2 separate regions of the Bos taurus genome follow, and region 1 is linked to region 2. Evidence: chromatin contacts called from public Hi-C data. All regions are on one chromosome and are shown on one strand. The core of a region is the stretch at or near the end of the contact, and the rest is flanking DNA. Distances in the headings are between cores, read along the strand shown. Region 1 has its middle 21 kb from the start of OSTC. Region 2 holds the start of ETNPPL (ethanolamine-phosphate phospho-lyase).

Region 1 (5,617 bases), core at 2,529-5,028, 69 kb before region 2:
TGATGCATCCCGTGGGTCTGCTTCATGCTTTTCTCTCTATAAAACTGGTCACTTCTACAGACTTTCCTGGGGGTCCAGTGGTTAAGAATCCACCTTCCAAAGCAGGGGACATGGGTTCCAACCCTGATTGGGAAGCTAAGACCCCACATTCCTCCAGGCAGCTAAGCCCACACACCACCAACACACTGCACTAGAGATGCCAGCAGAGCCCCATGCACCACCATCAACTACTGGCCTGGGAGTGAGCCCTCGTGGACAGCCAGTCCCAGCTGCAGGTGACTGCAGCCACTGGAAACACCCCAGGGAGAACTGCCCCTCTAGCCTAGAAAACCTGGAGAAGTATTAATAAGCTGTTGCTCTTAGGTATTACATTTTGGGGTGGCTTTGTATGCAGCATAGATAACTGGAATGGGGGTGCGGCCTTGGCTTTGGGACTGAGTAATGGATGGACACTGCCAGGGTCTTGAGAAGGTAGAGGATGCCACCTAGAAGGGCTTCGAGAAGACCTAGGTACAGGTCTCCAGGTAAGTTTGACGAGGGCTTGAAGACAGTGAGGAAAATGACCTTGGAGGCTGAAGGGAAGGCAGCAGGTTCTGCTGCCTGCTGTTAACGTGGAAAATAGAAAGGGCACCTAGTGAACCCATGGATCCAAGGGAGAGACTTCCAGGCAGAAAGTAGAAAGTGTGTGCTGGCTTCTTGTAGCTTCTGTTGCAGCTAATGAAATGTGAGGAGAGAGAGGCGAACCAAAGAAAGAACTTTTCAGTTCAGTTTTTGGAGTGTAGAGAAATAGAGAAGCCAGACCAATCTTTCCAGATAGCAAATGAAAGCTTGTGTTTTAAGAATGTAGTTTATCAAAGAAATGTTCCTTTTTTTTTTTTTTTCCTTTTTGATCATACAGCAAGGCTTGCAGGATCTTATTTCTCTGACTAGAGACCGAACCCATGCCCCTTGCAGTGGAAGTGTGGAGTCTTAACCACTGGACAGCCAGGGAAATTTTCCCTCATTTTTTTCTTTTTTAAAGAATTTCTTGTTAAATCGATGATTTAAAATGTTATGTTTTAAACACCATTGCTCTGTGTCCAAATTAAAACTGTAACTTTTAGTTGTACTGTAAATTTTCAATTTTGAAGAGTTTTTATATACATTATCCAAATTCTGACAATCCTGGTGTTAGACTTATATAGGAAGCTATTGTTAGTTCACAATATTAATAATAGCAATTTTGGGGTTCTGACTCTGTGCCTGCTGTTTGTTAAGCTTTAGACAGGTGATTTTACCTCCTTATAGAGGAGGATTATGAAGGATTGTTAATTTATTATTATTAAGTATTTAGGATGAAGTCTGTTAAGCCAGAGAGGTAAATACCTAAACCAGGAAACATCAGGGGTAAAACCTCAATTCACACTTTAGTTTAATTCCAAGTCCAAAGTTTTACATTTTTTGTGTGTGTGAGAAGAACAGGTATCAGCTTTAAACCAGAAAACATCTTCAATGTGTGGAATACTCTCACCTTAAAAAGTTCGTACTCATTGTCTCACAGTCAATATTTTATATGATCTATAGTATTGATAAATTTTTTGATGTTCCCCATTTCTTTTAGTTAGAATACACCAGTATTATAATAAGCTTCTTTATTTGTGAAAAAATGGATTGGATCAGGTGACCTCCAGAGCCCCTTTCACCTTCAATATTCCTTTCATGTCTTCTAATTTTCTGACACACGGGTTTTCTAAACAGTTATCTGCAGGGTTGCAAATGAATTCTGTTTGACCAGCAGATGGGGCTCTTGATAATCAAATAGGTAGAAGCATTTATTGAGCTCCTACATGGTGGCTCAGACAGGAAAGAATCTGCCTTCAGTGCAGGAGACCCTGTTTTGATCTCTGGATGGGGAAGATCCCCTGGAGAAGGGAATGGCTACCCATTCCAGCATTTGGAGAATTCCATGGACAGAGGAGCCTGCTGGTCTACAGTCCATGGGTTGCAAAGAGACAGACATGACTGAACGACTAACACTTTCAAATATTCCCAGGTGGCTCAATCACTAAAGAATCTGTCTGCTGATGTAGGAAATGCAGGCTATGCAAGTTTGATCCCTGGGTCAGGAAGATCCCCTGGGGAAGGAAATGGCCACCCACTCCTGTATTCTTGCCTGGAAAATCCCTTGGACAGAGAAGCCTATAGGGCTATAGTCCAGGTGGTCACAGAGAGTCAGGACTGAGCAACTGGGCATGCACCTTGTGCCAGGCCTGGGTGCAACCCTGCTATTGCTTCAGATTTATGTAACTATGTTCTTAGGCCTATTTCAAATTCTTGTTTTTACATGTGGTTAAGAACTTTCAAAGGAACACTTACTATTTTACCAAGAAGGAACTTTTCCCCTTGAATAATTGATTGATACTGAGCTGTCTCCCAATGCTAAGTGCCATGATTTGATGTCCAGAGTTAAGTGACCTTAGGAGTCCAGGACTCCTTTGTGAAGGAGCTGACATGTCTGATCTTCTGTGACTTTCAAATGTCTCCCAGGAGCTCAGGGGCTAGATACTGCAATTTATTAAGACTTTTGTGATCATAAATAGGATACCAAAGCCACTGAGAGTTCAAGCATATTTTTAATTCATACATGTATTTTTAATACAATCTTTCATCTATAAAAGGATAATAATACTAATACCATCTTTTTTTCCACCCATAGGTACCAGCTATTCAATACATAGTGCTTCCAAATGGGAAGTAGAATATTCCAGATGCTGCTGAAAATTTGTATTCTCTTTGTTTCTCAAGCTCTCTTATGATTTTCCAAAATCAATTATTAATTGATACAGAGCCACTGTCAATTATAGAAAGCGAAAGTCACTCAGTCATGTCTTACTCTTTGTAATCCCATGGACTATATAGTCCATGGAATTCTCTAGGCCAGAATACTGGGGTAGGTAGCTGTTTCCTTCTCCAGGGGATCTTCCCAACCCAGGAATCGAACCAGGGTCTCCTGCATTGCAGGTGGATTCTTTACCAGCTGAGCTACCAGGGAAGCAATTATAGGGTGGTGACTATATTGTTCTTTAACATTTCTAAGAGAGGTCTCAAGATAGGAGCTGCACTGTAGCTGGAAATGCCACATAAAAGTCTTCAGCAGTGAATTCTCTGGCAGTCCAGTGGTTAGAGACTCTACACTGCCAAGGACCTGGGTTCAATACCTGGTCAGGGAACTAAAATCCCATAAGCCACCAGGGGGCAGCCAAAAAAGAGTCTGCTTCAACAATCAAATAGAAGATCCGCCAAATATTTAGATAACCTCTCAAAGGCAGGCCAGGACAAACTACTAGTTCTTCCACTCCCTAAGCTTGGCCATGAGCGGTCGGTCACACCCCCACTTGGTGTAAGCGCCTCTTCTCTGAGGCATGCAGAGGTTGAGTAATCCACGCAGGTCTTTGCCACAGGTTTGTCCTATGTGGGTCCACATGGCTGGATGTTCTTTGCCCTGGGCCATGTCTGGTCAGCACTTTGAGAAGCAAAGACAGACCTACCAGAAAAAGCTGAATGGGTCTTTGGGGTCCAGCACGTGAAGTTATGCTGTTTCTTCCCGCTTCCCCTCTGACACCCAAAATGTCGCATAACCAGTTTGTTACTAGAATGGAACTTTAATAAAGGAACTGCCTGTCTACCAGGGAAGTTGGTTGTTTTCCTTGTCATTGGAATTTGTCTTGGAACTCTTCCTCTGAGCATGTTAATCAGTGTTTCTGAGCAGCTGGGGAGGAAACAGGAAAGTGCTGATTCACTAGTCTTAATACAGTGCTCCATTCTCTAGGACTTTTAACCTGTTACATCCCTAACTCTTTTCTTGAGAGGACTTTCTTCTACCTTGGAAAGAGTTGTTGTTGTTCAAGCTCTTGCATGCTCAGTTGCTCAGTCATGTCCGACTCTTTGTGGCCCCTTGGACTGTAGCCTGCCAGGTTCCTCTGTCCATGGAATTTTCCAAGCAAGAATTCTGGAATGGGTTGCCATTTCCTACCCCTTGGGGATCTTTCCTACCCCTGGGGATCTTCCCAACCCAGGGATCAAGCCTGTGTCTCCTGCATTGGCAGGCAGATTCTTAACCATGGTGCCACCTGGGTAGGTATTAATATTAGCTATTTGCTAATATTTATTGAGAATGTATTGTGTGCCTGGCATTGTCCCCAGCATTCTTCATTTGTCACCTCACTGCAGTCTCACAACAATACTATGAGAGTAGTAGTGTTTGGCCCATTTTGTAGCTGAGAAAACTCAGAGAGGTCAAGTCACTTGCTAAAGATTGCACAGTAGGTGATGGACCCAGAGCCTCTGCTCTTCACCACAATGGAACATTCCAGGAATGTGTCCTTATTTGACCTCAAAGGAATAGAAAACTTTTAAATATTTATAAAACAGAATCAACTAGACTGAAAATTACTTTACTCGAGGGTCTGATCCTGTTTCTTATTTACTTTTTTCACAAAATTCTCCATGGCATAGCCCTGCATATAATATTCATAGTCACCTGCTGTATCTCTTATACTGTATCAGTTTAGCCTCATCATTTGCATCTGAGAAATGTACCCAGTACTCAGCATATAATAGGAACTTAATTTACGTTTGGGGGCTGAAGTAGAAATAACTTTTGGAGACTATTTTAAAGTTTACAAAATACATGTCTCTTACTCCACTGATTACTAATGAGAGATATTTCACATGGCATTCATTTAGCTGGAATTTAGAAAAGTATGCTTTCGTGCAGTTTTTATCTGAAAGCATGTTAATTTAATTGTACATGAATTATATGTACCAGGTTATATGTATGCACCTTATTTTCTTTTTCTTTTATAGCCATGCCCAAGGCTTGCAGGATCTTAGTTTTCTGACTGGGTTTTGAACCCGGTCCACCGCAGTGAAAGCTCCAAATCCTAACCATTGGACTGCCAGAGAATTCCCCTTACTTCCTCTTTATAATGTAGCATCTTTATTTCATTTTTTATTCAAGTATGAGAGCAAAATGAATCAAGGCATTTGTTCATGTTGGGAGTTCATGGCTTCAGCAATGAGGAGACCTATTAAGAACTTTTAAAAAAAGGGAAATGAAAGCACTCTTATTTAACTGGTAGAAAATCCTATAGTAGAGGTAATTAGTTACCTTGGATTATAAGTCAAGAAACCGCAGATGTAGAACTGAGAGTGTGGGAGCACCACCTCCGGTCGGTGGGCTAAGTGCGAGCTCTGGACGCTCGTCCACTTGTACCTAGGTCGGTCTGCAGGTGGCTAAAGGGTAAAAGGGGCAGGGTTGGCCTGACCTGCGAAAAAGAACATCCCCAAGCAGTCAGCAAGATTTCTCTTGCACTGTCCAGGATATTAGAAGCCTTTGTCCAGTAGATTTGAGTATTTACCTGTTTGGCAAGATGATTTCAATAAAGGAGACAAGTGCTTGAGCTCTCATTTGGGGGACACTTTTAGGATCACTTAATCACTGCAGAACCATCTCCATCTGACACACTCCTGACTGTACCCCTTCTATCCCTCATTCCAACCCCCAGCTTGATTTCCTAGCCAAATCTTTGCATTTCTTTTCAAATAGTATACTCCAGCACAGCTGTGTCCTGTCCAG
Region 2 (6,506 bases), core at 2,854-5,353:
CAGAATCTCTTTTAGTTTTAGTATATATGTACATATATATCATTTAAAAAATAAGAGTCTGTGTTGTATAGACAGCTTTCCTCCTAATAGGTAAGCTTTTCACCTGTCTATAAACACGTATTTTCAAAAACATACTTTTTTTTTTTGCTGCACTTCTCGGCTTGTGGGATCTTAGTTCCCTGACCAGGAATCAAACCCAGGCTCTCTGAAGTGGAAGCTTGAAGTCCTAACCACCGGGCTGCCAGGGAGTTCCCCCCAAAACATACTTTTTAATGTCTGCATAATATTCAACAGAATGGGATACAACCATTTGAATTTACAGAATTTAAAAGTTGTAACACATCTATTCACTTGAATTTATTCCTTCCTCCTTTGTGTTTGTGCTGGGGAAATGTTTAGGGATCCCTACTGGTGCACCTTCCCCATCTATCACCAAAGAAGCATGGTAGTAAAAAGTCTTGAGTGACTCGCACATGTTAATCATGGGACTGCACTTACAGGCTACATCAAGAGCCTTGGAACACAATGTAAGGTATCTTATCTACAAGGAGCTGGTGGGCCCAAGTGAAAGAACCAGGACATCAGGTCCCCCATGCAGGGTCATTAGTAAGAGTCTCAGGCAACCTGTTTAGGTATTCCTACTCCACCAGCAATCAAAATAGAAAAGACGTGTGAGAGAGGAAACAAGGAGATTCATGGGAATGGGGATGGCTGGAAAAACCTTGAAACCTACCCTGAATTTGTAAAATAGCAAACAGAGAGTCTGTCCGGCAGGGTTGCTGAGAGGCGCTTGGCATACTCAACAATGTTGTCGTGGAGGAATCGAGAATTTGTATTTAGTAGTTCCATCTGTTTCTGGGCAGCTTTGACCACTTCTGGGTGGCAGTGTCCCACTAAAATTTAAAAGACAAAAGTCCTCAAAATGAGTTACAATTCGAAATGCCTGGGAAGTGAGGCAGATTCTGAAGCAAAAAAAAAGAAAAGTTGATCCTGTTCCTCTCCCAGATTTTGTTCTAGCTTTTCCCAGCCTAGGACTAAGGGCCCTGTTCAGCCGAGGAACTGCAGCCACTGCAAATCCTGGGACAAATATCAATGGTGCCAAGGCTGCCTTAATCCATAAATGTATCCTTCAAGGCACAACAAAGACAGCACATTACCATGGGCAACGTTGTTGATGCAATCCAAGTACTGGTCACCTTTCTCGTCAAACATGTACTGCCGCTGGGCTCGCACTATTTTGATGGGATCCGCAGCAAAGAAAACTTTGCATGAAGGCCTAGAAATAATGAAAGGAAACACTTTGGTCTGGTAGGACTGCTCAGTGTTTGCCCTTCTCGGTCAAGGTCACGATGGGTGGAAAATTACAATTACATAAAAGAAAGGGAAAACACAACCTAGGTGACATTTTTTTTTTTTTTAATTTCATATTAGCCTGGAAACTTTTACCTTAACCCCCCATCCGTGACATTGCTCACATTTCTTATGCTTGTTATATTAAATTTGCCACGATCTGACAATACCTTTTAGAGGCCCATGGATCAACTCTGACAGCTCTAATTACACAAACCAAGAACTAATTTTCCTTTGGGAAATTTTGTTCAACTAGGAAAAAAAAAATTTTTTTTTGAGCCTTCCTATATATTAAGAACTGATAGCTATTACAAATATTATCTCATTTAATCCTTCCAACAATAATATAATAGGAGTTATCATCATTCTCACTTTTATAGGTGAGAAAACAGGCACAGAAAAATTAAGAAGCTTGGTTCAAGCCAATAAGAGAGAAAACCAGAATTTGGAAGCAGATTTTTGTCTTGATTGTAACTAGATTTACCACGGTGACCAAATTGAAATGTATGGAAATATTGAATCGCTATATTGTATAGTAGGAATTAACACAGTGTTGTAGGTGAATCATGCTTCAAAATAAACTCATAGAAAAAAAGAGATTACACTTCTTGGGAAGAGCTGGGAGGCAGGGAAATCAGATGAGTATAGTCAAAAGGCGCAAACTCCCATTTATAAGGTAAATAAGTACTAAGGTAAATAAGTATCATGTACAACATGATAAGGGCGTCTTACCTTTTAACATGATTGATTATAACACTGCTGTATGTTTTATACGAAAGTTGTTAAGAAAGCAAATCCTAGGGGATTTTCTATTTCTTAAATTTTGTATTAATGGGATGATGGATGTTCACCAAACTTAACTGTGATAGTCATTTCATGATGTAAGTCAAATCGTTATGCTGTGAAACTCAAACTTAATACAGTGCCGTATGTCAATTACATACCAATAAAATTGGAAGAAAAAAAAGACTGTCTTATGCCATTGCCCAAAATAGAGCTTGCTTGTCATCTAATCTCTCCCTCAAACCTACTTGTAAAGAAATGAATAGCACTAAAAGCTACTACAAATAACTTAGTGTTAAATAGTGTGCAGGAGATTTTACAGATCATTTTCATGTCTTTTAATTGGTTCTTGTTCTGCAGCAAATGGATTTTCCATTCTTAAATAATACGATCCAATTATTATTCTAACCTTTTAACCCACTCTTTTGAGTCTAATAAAATGTCATCCCTATTTATGGTTACTTGGTGGCTGTCTGGAGTACAAGTTTTAGCAACATGAAAACATTACAAACATTTCTGATCTTGGCTCCATGGATGTTTAGAAACTAAACAAAATATATTATTATTATTTTTATTTATTTATTTATTTTATTTTGGTCATGCCATGAGGAAATGTGGGATCCTAGTTCCCCAACCAGGATTGAACCCAAACTCCCTGCATTTGAAGCAAGGAGTCCTAATCACTGGACCACTAGAAAAGCTCCCAAAATATCGTTTTATTTTGGTGGCTTTGCATGCACAGAAAACATGTTCCCATGTGCACTAGAGTAGTTTAGAGGGTAAATAGTTACGTATTAAACTGATACACAACAGTTTAGAAAGTACTGTAATTATTGTGAATAAGTAATAAAATTTTTAAAATACCTAAAATTAAGTGTCATCAGCTAAAATGAAACTAATGAGAATTTCTTATTGGTTCAAATTCAGTTGTTAGTTTATTAACTACAAGTTAAAATCCAGAAAAATTCTTCCTTATGAATGTGGGCTGAAAACTGTGGACTTGACCTTGCCTTTTTGTTAATGTACTTCCCACCTTGCCACTCAGACTTTCATAGAAGAGGAATTTAATGTGACAGAGATCACAAGGTAACTTAACACTCTTCTAGGACCAGAGCCCAGGTCTGACTTAAGTATGGGTCCTGTACGCTCACTCACCAAGTCGTTTATACTATTAATGTGAGCAAAACGAAAATAGACCCGAGAGAACCCTGCATCTTTACGTTGTAGTGCGGGCACATCTGGGGAGACCAAGGTGAGTAAGGGCATCTTACCCTTTAAAAAGTGTCCACGCTTCCCACCCCCCCCCCACCCCCCGCCTCCACTGGCTAGATTAACCTTTCACTTCTTAACGAAGCGTGCAAGAAGGAAGAGTTCGCTTTCAACAAAAGTTGTCAGAATTAGTTTTCATAGCCATCGTCAAAAATATTTCAGAGTTCATACTTATGGAAAACTTTCGAGTAGGTGAGCGTGGCGGAGAACTACCCTTCTCCCCTTCCAGAGCCCAGCCCTGGAACGGTGTTCTTCAGTGGCTATCAACCCTCATGGTCAATTCCCCCAGCCAGCCCGCAGCCCTCAGCCTCGCCGCGGGCTGCAGAGCGCGGGGATCACCCGGGACTCGGCTGCAAGGGAGCCCCCCTGGGGCGCGGGCGGCGGCGCGTGCACGCAGGTGCGGCGGGCAAGCGGCAGGTCCCGCTCCCCGCGGGACCCCAGCCAGCCAGCTCCCGGCCCCGCTTCAGCTCTCCGCTCCCTGCGCTGGTGACCTGGTGATTCCCACTCTCTGCGCCTCTCTTCTGGGCTGGGGAGCCCTTACCCGATGTGTTTTCTCCTCAGAGCCAGGGTCTCTTGCTTGCTGTACAGCTCGCACATGGTGGCAGGGTGCCGGGAGCCCCCAGAGGTCTCCCTCTCCAGTCCCTGCGCCCGCGTCCGGAGCCCGCGGACGGCCTCAGCTGCGGCCCTTCCCTGTTTTCCCTCGTTGGGTCCCCTGGCCCTAGGCGTCGGAGGTCGAGGTCGGTGTCAACCCGCTGGGGTCATCTCCCTTTTAAGTCTTGCCCCGCCTTTGCCCTTCGCCAAGCCCCACCCTCCTCCTCCCTCCTCCGCCTGGTGCCCGCCTGGCCAGTGCCTGGGCTAGCCACTCAGTCGCCACCCCCTACCCCCGCCTCCGCTCTTGCCCCAGGCTAACTCGCTCCCTTCCCGCCCTGCTGCCCACTTCCCCTCCCCATAGTTGTTCTCCTAACTCGCCTTTTATTTTTCTAAGCCTGCCTCGCCATGGCCTTTCCTCCTTTTCTGCCTATGAATTCCCTCCTTCCCACTCTCTTTTTAAAATATTTATTTATTTATTTGGCTGCACTGAGTCTTAGTTGTGGCACGCAGGATCTGGGCCGCTTGCATCGAGAGCAGGGAGTCTAAGCCACTGGACCACTTGGGAAGACCTCCTTTCTTTTTTTCTTTCTTTTCTTCCCTCCTTTCTTCTTTCCTTTCTCCCTTTATTTGTACACATTCAAAGATAGGCACTCCCTGGAGATAACAGGACTTTTGTCTCCATTCTCCTTTTGAGCAAGTTTCAATACCAAAATCTGCTTAACAAGAGTAAGAAGTCACACACCCAAAGGGTTAATCACAGGAACTCAGTCTGTTATTTGTTGGGAGGGATAATATATACCCCGGTTTCAAACACCTGCTTTAGAGATAATTGCACTTGTAGTTTCTCTGAAACCGTACAGATTACAAAGCATTGTAACAACCCTGACTGAGGTAAGCCTGAAAGTTACCACCTTATTTAACATATGGGAACAGTTATTACAGGTCTACCTGATGGGGAACCTGAATTCATTCCTAGGTTTCTTGACTTCCTTCAGGGTTCTCTTCTCTCACTGATCAAATTTAAAGTTAAATATGTGGACAGAAGGAAACCTAATTAACTATAGCACTAAATCATAAACTATTTGAAGAAGTAGAGATCATCTGATTTATCCCCTGTGCTTTGTAGATAAGGACATGTAGGTACAGGAAAGGTAAAATCTTATTATTCAAGGTCACACAACTGCTTAGCCATAGAGTTTAGATGAGATCGTTTCATTCTTTGTGTTTTTAAGACAGCAGAGAAAGCTTATTTTACCAGTAAGAACATGCTTGATAAATGTTTGTAACTTACCTTTCTCTTGAGTAAAGTTATTAATTAATATTGATTTCCTGCAGGATTAGTAGGATTATTTCATTGCCTAAGATAGGTTGAGAAATGGAGTTCTATGAGGAAAAACATGTTAAGAATTCTAGGTGTTATCAATGAAGGGGAGAAGACATTTAGGAAGCTTGCAAGAAATCCCAGTCATGTAATCTCGGTCTTGTTCACACACTTGAAAGATACTGCCAAGTGTACATCGACTCTCAAACCAGCTAGTGAAGCCACATACAGGCAGGCTCCCTCCATAAACCTCCAGTTATTTCCAGTGCTTTAAAGTATGTTCTTTAAATAAATAATCCTGAAAAAAAAAAATAATCCTGGTCTTGAGCTCTCTTTTATTATTTATTCTGGCTGCCCTGCTGTAATGTGGGGGTCTTAGTTCCCCAACCAGGGATTAAACGGATGCAGCCTGCAGTGGAAGCTTGGAGTCTTAACCACTGGACTGCCAGGGAAGTCCCTAGGGTCTTGGGTTCTTGACCTAGTTCTTGCATAAACTAGCTGGGTTTCTTGACATTTTGGAGGCCAAATTTCTTTAAAATGTTCAAATTTCGTATTAAAGAAAAAACCTCAATCATTCTCTAACTAAAAGCATTACAAAGCAGGGCTAAAAAGAGATCATGATTGTGAAATGTGTGTTGGGATAATTGTTAAGGTCTCAATGCTCTTGTATTCTTCGTTTTTTATTCTGTTTTTTTTTTTTTTTTTTAAACCAGAACTTTCAGCAGGGCTGGCTACTCCTTTCTTCTTGAAACTCTTCATTTTTTGATTTCTTGACGCGACCACGCATTCCTGATTTTCTTCTCTAGCTCAACATTCTCAACATTTCAATGTTGGTATCTCTGCGCATGGGGTCCTAGGCTTTCTCTTTGTTCTGCACTCTTTCCTCAGGTAATCCAGAAATGATTCCCTTGGATTTAGAAATCATCAAATACCAAAATTACATATTCACTCAGATTTCTCTCAGTCCCAGATTCTCATCTCCTCTTTCTTTCTTCCTTCCTTCCCTTCCTTCCTTCCTTCCACCTTTTCCTTCTCTTTTTCTCGTTCTTTTACCACCACGTCCCATCCACTTCCTTTCTTGACATCTTCATTGTGACGTCTCTTAGATGCCTCCGACCAAGTTGTCTGGACCAAGAGGAATCCAAGTGGAAGCTCTGAGCCCATCCCCAAAATTATGGCCTCCAGTACACAC

Evidence for each region. A called contact is a pair of places that touch in the nucleus more often than the background predicts.
Region 1: a Hi-C map of liver shows a contact between it and region 2, with 5 times the contacts expected there. The contact joins the enhancer-like site here to the promoter of ETNPPL in region 2. A contact is called at or near these places in 2 of 11 Hi-C or Micro-C datasets (liver and skeletal muscle).

Annotation. Positions count from the first base shown.
Region 1 is chr6:16,621,027-16,626,643 of ARS-UCD2.0, reverse strand. No RefSeq gene overlaps it. Among named protein-coding and RNA genes, the nearest start is that of OSTC, 21 kb to the left of the region's middle. Within about 2 kb of position 3,778, at least 4 of the 102 cell types and tissues checked have an H3K27ac peak or open chromatin away from gene starts, as enhancers often do. A contact at or near this core is called in liver, where this site is marked.
Region 2 is chr6:16,551,750-16,558,255 of ARS-UCD2.0, reverse strand. It overlaps ETNPPL (ethanolamine-phosphate phospho-lyase), which reads right to left and starts at 4,103. Exons shown (of 13, transcript NM_001015605.1): 1 at 3,944-4,103; 2 at 1,158-1,276; 3 at 734-893. The coding sequence starts at 3,999.